Regions from separate parts of the Bos taurus genome. Here region 1 is linked to region 2. The links are chromatin contacts, called in public Hi-C maps. All regions are on one chromosome and are shown on one strand. Each heading gives the region's core, a stretch centred on a gene start, on an enhancer-like site or on the middle of the called end of the contact. The rest is flanking DNA. Distances are from core to core; before and after follow the strand shown.

Region 1 (5,077 bases), core at 1,669-4,168, 160 kb after region 2:
TGCATTGGCAGGCAGATTCTTAACCACTGGACCACCGGGAAAGTCCTGTTTGTTTTTAACATTTCCTCCTTTGTTCATTTATTCAAAACTATTTGGGCACTTAGAAATCTCAAACTGAAATAATTAAATAAAACAAAAACATGAGCTGCAGAGGAGTATGTAAGGTCTAGTTCCATACTGTAAATAGTATTTAGCGTATAGTAAATATGGAGTAATGTACACCAAATTCATATGTTCCCGTAAAGGGATTAGGGTAAGTGTTGTTTTATATTTCCATATTATCTGAATTTTACAAGGCAAATGTATTTCCTTTACAATTATAAAGATGCAATGAGGACTTCCCTGGTGGTCCTGTGGCTAGGACTCTGCGATCCCAATGCAGAGGCCTGGGTTTCATCCCCGGTCAGGGAACTAGATCCCACATGCTGTGACTAAAGATCCCGCATGCCACAAGACAGACCCTGGCATAGCCAAATAAGTATTTTTTAAAAAACGCAGTGAATATTTTAAGAAAAACCTTTTAACTCTTTATTTAAGGGCAGTATCTGACAGCCCTTGACTTATTAATTTCTTTCATTTTTCTTTGGCTGCTTGACAAGCAGGATCTTAGTTTCCCACCCAGGATGGAACTCCCGCCCCCTACAGCGGAATCTCCCCCTACAGAGGAATCTCCCCCTACAGAGGAATCTCAGAGGCGTAACCCCTGGGCCACCAAGGAAGTCCCAACTTATTCATTTCTGCTGCTAAGTCACTTCAGTCGTGTCCGACTCTGTGCGACCCCATAGATGGAAGCCCACCAGGCGCCCCCGTCCCTGGGATTCTCCAGGCAAGAACACTGGAGTGGGTTGCTATTTCCTTCTCCAATGCATCAAAGTGAAAAGTGAGAGTGAAGACGCTCAGTCGTGTCCGACATCCTACTAATTAGCCCAGGACCCAGCTCAAGGTCAATAGAGATACATGTACAGGAGCAAAAGGACTAAACTGCATATGAGAAAGGATTCTGTTTATCAGGATGAAGGGTGATAATTTTTTAGGCAAATCCCCAAAGTACAAGTCTTCATCTCATTAAGTGTTAGTCACTCAGTCATATCCAACTCTTTGCGACCCCATAGACTGTAGCCCACCAGGCTTCTCCGTCCATGGGATTCTCCAGGGGAGAATACTGGAGTGTGTTGCCATTCTCTTCTCCAGGGGATCTTCCCTACCCAGGGTTTGAACCCAGGTCTCCTGTCTTGCAGGCAGATTCTTCACCATCTGAGTCACCTCATCTCATTAAAGTTTCACAACATGATGACACTGGCGGGCATGAGACGGCTTTCTTCAGTGTAATTCACGTCCAGCCCAGTCAAGCACTTCAAGTGCACCTTTTTGGGTCACCAACACCCATGGCACCTGTCTTCAAACTTGGGGACCTCAAGCTGCAAAAGGAAAATCAAAAAAGAGTCAGTTTTGTACTGCTAAAAGAACTCTCCAGAGTGGAGCCAGAGGCCATTGAGGAAGTGACTTATGTCTCTGCCCAGACTGAATCTGACCTTTTGACCACTTATCGTCTAACAAAGATATCCAGGACATTTGCATAGGGTTCCAGAAATTCAAGACACTTATCTGGCCCATACCCTAAATAACTGGTGACAAATCCATCCCTTAAGGACGAATATTTTCTTTTACTATCAAAGTCAATCATAATTCCTGCAATACAACTTTAACAAAACTTGTGGATTTTGCCTTTATAACCCCCTGACTCTTTCTCTTCCCCAAACATTCTATTTTGCTAGAACCTGTGTATCCCCAGTTGTAATCCCCAAGACCCCAGACAGAGCTCTTTATTATTTGCAGCCTCCATACTGATTAATATCAATTAATCAGGAGAAATATAACCTCAGATATGCAGAAGACACCACCCTTATGGCAGAAAGCAAGGAGGAATTAAAGAGCCTCTTGATGAAGGTGAAAAGAAGAAAGTGAGAAAACTGGCTTAAAACTCAACATTCAGAAAACTAAGATCATGCATCCAATCCCATCACTTCGTGGCAAATAGATGGGGAAACAGTGACAGACTTTATTTTCTTGGGCTCTAAAATCACTGTGGATGGTGACTGCAGCCAAGAAATTAAAAGATGCTTGCTCCTTGGAAGAAAAGCTATGACAAACCTAGACAACATATTAAAACACAGAGACGTTACTGCGCCTACAAAGGTCCGTCTAGTCAAAGCTACGGTTTTTCCAGTAGTCAGGTACGGATGTGAGAGGCTGAGCACCAAAGAACTGATGCTTTAGAACTGTGCTGCTGAAGATGTTTGAGTCCCCTGGACTGCAAGGAAATCAAACCGGTCAATCCCAAAGAAAATCAATCCTGACTATTCATTGGAAGGACTGATGCTGAAGCTGAAGCTCCAATCCTTTGGCCACCTGATGCAAAGAGCCGACTTACTGGAAAAGATCCTGATGTTGGAGAAGATTGAAGGCGGGAGAAGGGGACGACAGAGGATGAGATGGCTGGATGGCATCACTGACTCAATGGACATGAGTTTGAGCAAACTCCAGGGGATGGTGATGAACAGGGACGCCTGGTGTGCTGCAGTCCATGGGGTCGTGAAGAGTCGGATACGACTGAGCGAGTGAACAACAAAATACCGATTACTGTTTGGCAAAGCCTGTAGGTTCAGTTACTACAGTCACCAGGTTGAGCCTTACGCATGCGCCTTACTCTGCAGGGCCCCCGCCCGGAGCCTGAAGCCCACCCACCTCTCTAGCCGTCCCGGCTTCCTTAAACCCCCGGGGGAATTTACCTGCCCTAAGCTCCCAACTACAAGGCGCCGGGAGGCGGAAGTCGGGGGGCGGGGTCAGCTACACGCGCCCCGCCCCGGAAATAGGCGGGCGCTCCGCAGCCACCTCCCAGTCTGATTGCGGCTGAGGCCGGTCCTGGCTTTGTAACTCGCTCAAGATGGCGACGCAGCCACCCAGCGGGATCCGCCTCAGCGCGGTGAGCAGCCGCGAGGGGTGGAGCGGGCCATGTCCCAGGAGGGCGGGCAGGCGGGCAAGCGAGGCGCGAGGGGGGAGAGGCCGGCGGTGGGCGGGGGCGGCTCGTCGGCCCGGCGCGGCGGCTTGGGGCCGTGGCGGGGCCGGGGCAGGCGGCGGCGGCCATCTCGCACCCGACGGCTGAGACGCGCGGCGGCGGCGGCGGCGGGGCAGGGCCGGGCCGCGTCTCGTTTCGTTTCCTCGGGTTTGGGTTTCTGTTTCGCCTCCGCGGCTTCGGGGCGGGGAGGCCCCTCCTCCTTGGCTCCCTCCCCCGGTTTGCCCCGCAGCTGTCGTCCGAGGGCGAGGCCTCGGCGGCCAGCCCGCCCCTCGGCCCCCGGGGGCCCCTGACCCGTTCCCGGCCTCTGCGGGCCCCCGGAGCGTCCCGGACTGCGGGGGGAGTGGCCGTCGGCGGCCAGAAATGCCCCGCGGCCTTGACGTCCTGGCGGCTGGCCCCGGGGTGCTGCGAGCTGGGACTCGTCTTCCTCATTCATTTCAATTCCTGCCGCCTTCCCTCCTGCTTCCCTGGGTGGCTGAGACGGTCGGAGCGTCCGCTCGCAATGCAGGAAGCCCGGGTTCGATCCCTGGGTGGGAAGATTCCCCTGGAGAAAGGGAATGGCAACCCAGTCCAGTACTCTCGCCTGGGAAATCCCATGGACGGAGGAGCCTCGTAGGCTGTACAGCCCACGGGGTCGCCAAGAGTCGGACACGACTGAGCGACTTCACTTTTCCCTCCACTTCATCCATCGGGAATCCAGATCGCTCCTAGGTGGTCACCGAGCTCTCCCGGTTTGCCCCGTCTCGTCTCCTGGCGGTGTCTCGTTCCGGAGCTTCTCGGCCTCTTGGAAATCCTTGAGCGTGTTTTATACCTGTGCGTTTTTGTTTTTGTTTTTTTTCCGGAGGGGGCAGCCACACAATAAATGAAAATTTCTCTGCCTCAAGAGTGTGGCAGAGAACCCCTACCCGATTCTCCTGAAAAAGTTGGCCTTGTTATGCAAAAATATACCTCTTCTCATCAGGGTGTTTGCTCAGGCCAGAGATTGGCTGTGCCAGTCTCATTATTCGAATGGTAATACCATTGCTTTAAAATGGTATTTTTGCCTTTTGACTTTCATTTGGCGAGATTCCTAACAGACCCCTCCTATCTTCTGACTTTTAACATTTTTTCCTGATGAGTGTGAAATTTTGCTTTACATTTGACTGAGAAGCTGAAAGTTTGTCACACTTCATTCACCCTTTTGATTTTGGGTTAAAAGAAACCTTCGTATAAAGAAAAAAAAAACAGCCCTGCATATTCCTTGCCCATTTTTCTATTTTCTGTTTCTTTTGAGGGGAACTTTTAAATTGGTTTATGAGTATTCTTTACATATCTTTAATAAAGGCTCCTTGGTTCCTAAGTGGTTTATTGAATGAGCTTGTATTTAGTAGATGGAATACAGAGAGCAATTTTATTCTTTCTTACCGCTGGCCTTAGACATTGTTGCTAATTCACCGGAGTGAATCTGGGCATATCCTGTTGCTTTCCAGTTAGCCTCAGGTACTGTTTAATCTGGGCTTCCCTGGTGGCTCAGACAGTAAAGAGTCTGTCTGCAGTGTGGGAGACCCGGGTTCTATCCCTGGGTCTGGAGGATCCCCTGGAGAAGGAAATGGCAACCCACTCCAGTATTCTGAAGTGACTTAGCAGCAGCCAGTATTCTTGCCTGGAAAATCGCATGGACGGAGGAGCCTGGCAGACTACAGTCCATGGGGTGACAAAGAGTCCGACACGACTGAGAGACTTTACCTGCACTTTCACTGTTTAATCACCGGGCTTCCCCCGTGGCTCAGATGGTAAAGAATCCACCTGCAATGCTGGAGACCTGGGTTCGATCCCTGGGCTGGGAAGAGCCCCTGGAGGAGGGCTTGGCAACCCACTCCAGTTATTCTTGCCTGGAGAATCCCCATGGATAAGGTAGCCTGAGGGCTATGGTCTATAGGATCGCAAAGAGCCGGACACGACTGAGCGACTAAGCACTTTAGCATTGTTAAATTACTTGAGAAGCTCTTCTTCAGTTTGAAGCCC
Region 2 (4,938 bases), core at 1,522-4,021:
CTGTGTTATGTGGGCCTGACGAAACACCACTCTCCAACTTTGCAGCTGCACTAGTGGGTGGATGATGCTGGGAGGAAATTGGAAGGGGCTGGTTGGGCTGTCTTGACTGCAGGTCTCAAATGGGCCCCCAACTCTGCTCACCAACGCTGCCTAATTCCCTAATAAATTTACTTTCCTGTTCTGCAAGATGGCTACACTTCCCTCAAGTCTCCCCAAAGAATTTTGCTTGTTAACGACCTCAAATCGTTCATCCTTCAAAGGGAAAATAGTGCCCCCAGGAGAGCCACCCAACATCCTACAACTAGACCCACACACACGGCCTTCCCTGTCACAGGAGGTGTCCTGATTCCAAGGCCAAGTCCCCGTCTGAGCCCTAGGACCCATCTGCACTCACCTTCCCACACAGTTTGTTCTTGAATTATTCGCTTTGTCTCCGTCACCTATTTTTACCTATTTTCGAGATAATTCCTATTGCATAAAAATGCTTTTCTCTCTCTCTCCTAGCTTAAAAAAAACTCCTTTAAAAGAATTCAAGTCATACAAAACATGTTCTCCATCTACAACAGAATTAAGAAATCAGTAACAGCAAGGTATCTGGAAAATCCCCAAGTAGTTGGAAGCTTAAAAAAAAATACTTCTAAATACCCTTGGTCAAAGAATATATCAAAAAGTAAATTAGAAGTTACCTATTTTATTTTTATTTTTTTGGCTGCACTGCATAGTTTATGGAATCTTAGTTCCCCAACCAGGGATTGAACCTGGGCCCTTGGTAGTGAAAGCACAGAGTCCTAACCACTGGACTGCCAGGGAACTCTAGAATTATTTTAAACTGGTTGAAAGTGAAAGCACAATGTATCTGTGTTTATGGGATGGCACTAACATAGTATTAAAAGGGAAATTAATAACCCTTAATGTCTATATTATAAAAGAAGAAAGATTTCAAATCCATGATCTCAGCTTCCATAGTTAAAACTCAAAAACCAAAACAAACAAAAAGAAGCACAACACAAACCAACTAGGAAAACGAGCCAATAAAACCCCAAATGAGAAGAGAAGAAATAGACATTAGAAAAGAAACATAACCAGAAAAAATAGAGAAAAAATCAATAAAATCAAAAGCTTCTTCCTTAAGTAAATGAATAGTTCTAACCAGATAGATCAGGAAAAAAAAATACGAAAGACAGAAACTGCCAATATCAGGAGTGAGAGAAGTGGCATTTCTATGGATATTACAAGATTAATAAAGGCATATTATGAATGACTTCATGACAGAATCAATAACCTAGATAAAATATACAAACGTTTTGGAAAACATGAATTAAGCTCTCAAGAAGAAGTAGAAAACCTGAGTAGCCCTACCTTTTGAAAAGAGAGATCCAAATAATCTTTAGGGGAAAATGAAAATAATTGCTGAGCCACAGCAGGTGCCCACCTTCTGACCTCACTTGTTGATTTGATGAAGAAAGTGCTGTCAAGGTGACAGGCTTGGGTAGCTGAGCCAAGCTGTGCTTGGGAAAAGCTCAGTCATGAAATCACTGCTCTCCATAAACCTGAAAGTCACCAATCAAACGCACTCAGATCACACTAAAAAGAGTGGGTTGAAGAGTTCTAATTGCTTGTCCACACTGTGACACATCTTTAGGGATTCATTTTCAGTTAAATTTTGTGGGCACAGAGATTTCACTGGGAGAAATTATATATATATATCTATATTAATATATATGCTGCTGCTGCTAAGTCGCTTCAGTCGTGTCCGACTCTGTGCGACCCCAAGGACTGCAGCCTACCAGGCCTCACCGTCCCTGGGATTCTTCAGGCAAGAACACTGGAGTGGGTTGCCATTTCCTTCTCCAATGCATAAAAGTGGAAAGCGAAAGTGAAGTCGCTCAGTCTCGTCTGACTCTTAGCAACCCCATGGACTGCAGCCTATCAGGCTCCTCCATCCATGGGATTTTCCGGGCAACAGTACTGGAGTGGGGTGCCATTGCCCTCTCCCATTAATATATATATATATATATATACACACACACACAAATGTATATTCTACTTATTTAGTTGCTAAGCCTTGTCCGACTCTTTGAGAGTCCACAGGACTGTAGCCCGCCGGGCTCCTTTGTCCGCGGGATTTCCTAGCAAGAATATTGGAGTGGGTTGCCATTTCTTTCTCCAGGGGAGACACTTGGCACCCACAGGAGTTATGCAAGATGAATAAAAACATTCCGGCAAGACGCTTGACACACAATGGGAGTTTCATAAACACTCTTGCTCACGTGGGGGCGCACTGGGATCCCACAGAGCTGGGTACCCGGCCCACACCTGGAAATCTGTTCTTGGGACCTTTTTTCTCTCATTCCCTCTTTTGAGTTTCTTTGAAGCAAGGAACGGGATCGAGGTCCTGAGAAGGAGGTACCGTGTCGAAATCATTTCACTGTAGTCAAGAAAAAAGCAAGCATCCTCATTTCGTAGAGGATGGCAGGCGCACGCCCAAGAAAACTGTCAACACTTGTTTTTCTCCTTTGGGGTTTCTCCTGCGCTAGTTTCTTCATTCAAACTGCAGTAAATCTTCAGACCCTTTCGACTCACCACTGTCTGGGTTCTGCTTTAGGGGAACCCCCTCTCCACCCCCGTAGACCACTGCTTGGCTCAGTTGTGGCTCAGAGGCGGGATCAACAGTGGGCGCTTCGCGGGGAGGGGGCGGACCCGGGAATGGGGCGTTACAAAACATTCAGGAACAGACCGCCCCTCCCAGGAGGGGAGGGATCGAGGACCGGAGCCTCTTTCTCTACAAGTCACAGCGCTGGAGCCTAGAACCCAGTTCTTCCTGGCTTCTCAGACTGTGGACCGGCCTCCGCAGCGCGCGCCGCAGGTGGCCCACGGCCCGGATCGCTCTCCACCCAAGGGCCCCGCGCTCCCTCCACACCGGCCATGTCGTCCTACACCCGCGTGGCGCTGGTCACCGGGGCCAACAAGGGGATCGGCTTTGCCATCGCGCGCGACCTGTGCCGGGAGTTCCCGGGGGACGTGGTGCTCACGGCGCGGGACAAGGCGCGGGGTCGGGCGGCCGTGCAGCAGCTGCAGGCGGAGGGCCTGAGCCCCCGTTTCCACCAGCTGGACATCGACGACCTGCAGAGCATCCGCGCCTTGCGCGACTTCCTGCGCAAGGAGTACGGGGGGCTCAACGTGCTGGTCAACAACGCGGGCATCGCCTTCAAGAGTAGGTGAAGGGGGTGGTGGGAGGTCTCCGGCTCTCCGAGGGCGCCCCGCGACGAATTGCACGCGCCCCCCGCCCCCACCAGTCCACTGGAGTGATCGGAAAGGCAGCGCCCGCCCCTCGGGATGCGCTCAGCTCTCGCCTCCCACGGCTGGTTCTCGCTTCCCACGGAGTCTTGGGAGCGGTTCGTTTCGCTCGAGAGCAGCCGCGGTGCCGGGCACAGCGTGCCCCGCCTGCCCGCCGGCCTGTGCGGGCCTGTGAGCCACAGTGCTCCACCCGGGACCCTCCCAGAACCATCAGCTGCTGAGTTTTGCAAGAGAGTCGGTCTCCGAGGAGGGGACCACGCCCTGCTAAGCTCATCAGCTTTCTAATGCCAGAAACATTTGCTCTGCGAAGGGTCTCCAAGCTCTCTTTGGGCTTTCGCTTTCCCTCAAAGGGCGCATTCATAGACACCAGGAGGCATCTGCTCGGGACAGGAAGTGAGTCTCAGAGACACGGATTAGCGCGCATATGCACGCTAGTGGACTTGGGTCTCTTTAACGCAGGGCTTTGATAGGCTCTGGCAAAAAGGAAGCGAGTGTGGTTCCCACCCCCAGGGAAGCTCGGCTTGTTATCAAACATAGACGGTTTGTTCTGGGTTTTTCTTTTTTAAGGGTGGTTTTAAGTAGCATCTTTCTTTGGAGAGGGGCAGGGAGATGGAGATTACTTGCTCCATGACTCGAATAAGAAAGTTATTGATCTGCCTTGTGCTGCGGGTAGAAATAAAAGGCCGGCCTCACTTACAACCTAATGGGAAAGAGAACTCTAAGAGGCCGAGCGGAGGAAAACGAAGCATTGTGAAGCCTGTCTTCATTTCCCTCGGCCTTGGGCGTTGGACCGCCCGGGGCACCCGTTGGGGCAACTCAGTCTGCCGGGTTTTCTGCGCGCTCAGGCGGGGAGTTGGCGGACACCCCCTCGGAGCCCGCAGCTGAGGGATGGGTGGACAACACATGGGGGGCATACTGACCTCATCTGGCAACCCTCGCCCCTCAGCGTTTGGACCCTCGACCAGCAGTACCTGCGACCCTGGGAACTGCGGGAATCGCAGAACGGCCAGCCTCAGACGGACACCTGCTGAACTGTAATCTGCATTTTAGCAGAATCGCCAGGTGCCTCCTCCTATGCCCTTTCAAGATGGGTTTGACCACTGCTGCTCCAAGTGTAGCTCACAAACCGGTAGTTGGAGCGTCACCTGGGAACTGAATTAGAAATGCAAATTATGAAGCCCCACCCCGGAACTCCTTAATCCCAAACTCTGGGGGCAGGGCCCAGAAAGCTGTGTTCTAACAGGCCCTGCGGATGCTTCAGATAGAGGCTGGACGTCTGAGAACCATCAGCCTCCTGCTTTTAAACATCTTTGCCTGGGCTGGATCTCCGTTGTTGTGCCGGCTTTTCTCTAGCTGTGGCAAGTCGGGACGGCTGTCTGGTTGTATGCAGGCTTCTCACTGCAGTGGCTTCTCTTGTCGCAGAGCAAGGGCTCTAGGGTGCTCGGGCTTCAGTAGTTGTGGCACAGGGTCTCAGTAGTTGCGGCTCCAGGGCCCTAGAGCACAGGCTCAATGGTTGTGGCCCACGGGCTTAGCTGTTCTGCAGCACGTGGGATCTTCCCGGATCAGGGATGGAACACATGTCCCCTGCATTGGCAGGCAGATTCCTTACCACTGAGCCACCAGGGGAGCCCTTGAAATTGT

What was found. Hi-C and Micro-C count contacts between places; a contact is called where the count stands out from the background.
Region 1: a Hi-C map of skeletal muscle shows a contact between it and region 2, with 4 times the contacts expected there. The contact joins the promoter of MORC3 here to the promoter of CBR3 in region 2. A contact is called at or near these places in 3 of 11 Hi-C or Micro-C datasets (blastocyst, liver and skeletal muscle).

The regions. Positions count from the first base shown.
Region 1 is chr1:148,601,970-148,607,046 of ARS-UCD2.0, forward strand. MORC3 (MORC family CW-type zinc finger 3) reads left to right here and starts at 2,919. Exons shown (of 17, transcript XM_059889577.1): 1 at 2,919-3,886. LOC101903402 (collagen alpha-1(I) chain) reads right to left here and starts at 3,509. Exons shown (of 3, transcript XM_059889579.1): 1 at 2,790-3,509; 2 at 2,432-2,610; 3 at 503-1,418. The coding sequence starts at 3,509. The coding sequence ends at 2,976.
Region 2 is chr1:148,438,145-148,443,082 of ARS-UCD2.0, forward strand. It overlaps CBR3 (carbonyl reductase 3), which reads left to right and starts at 2,772. Exons shown (of 3, transcript NM_001075734.1): 1 at 2,772-3,214. The coding sequence starts at 2,926.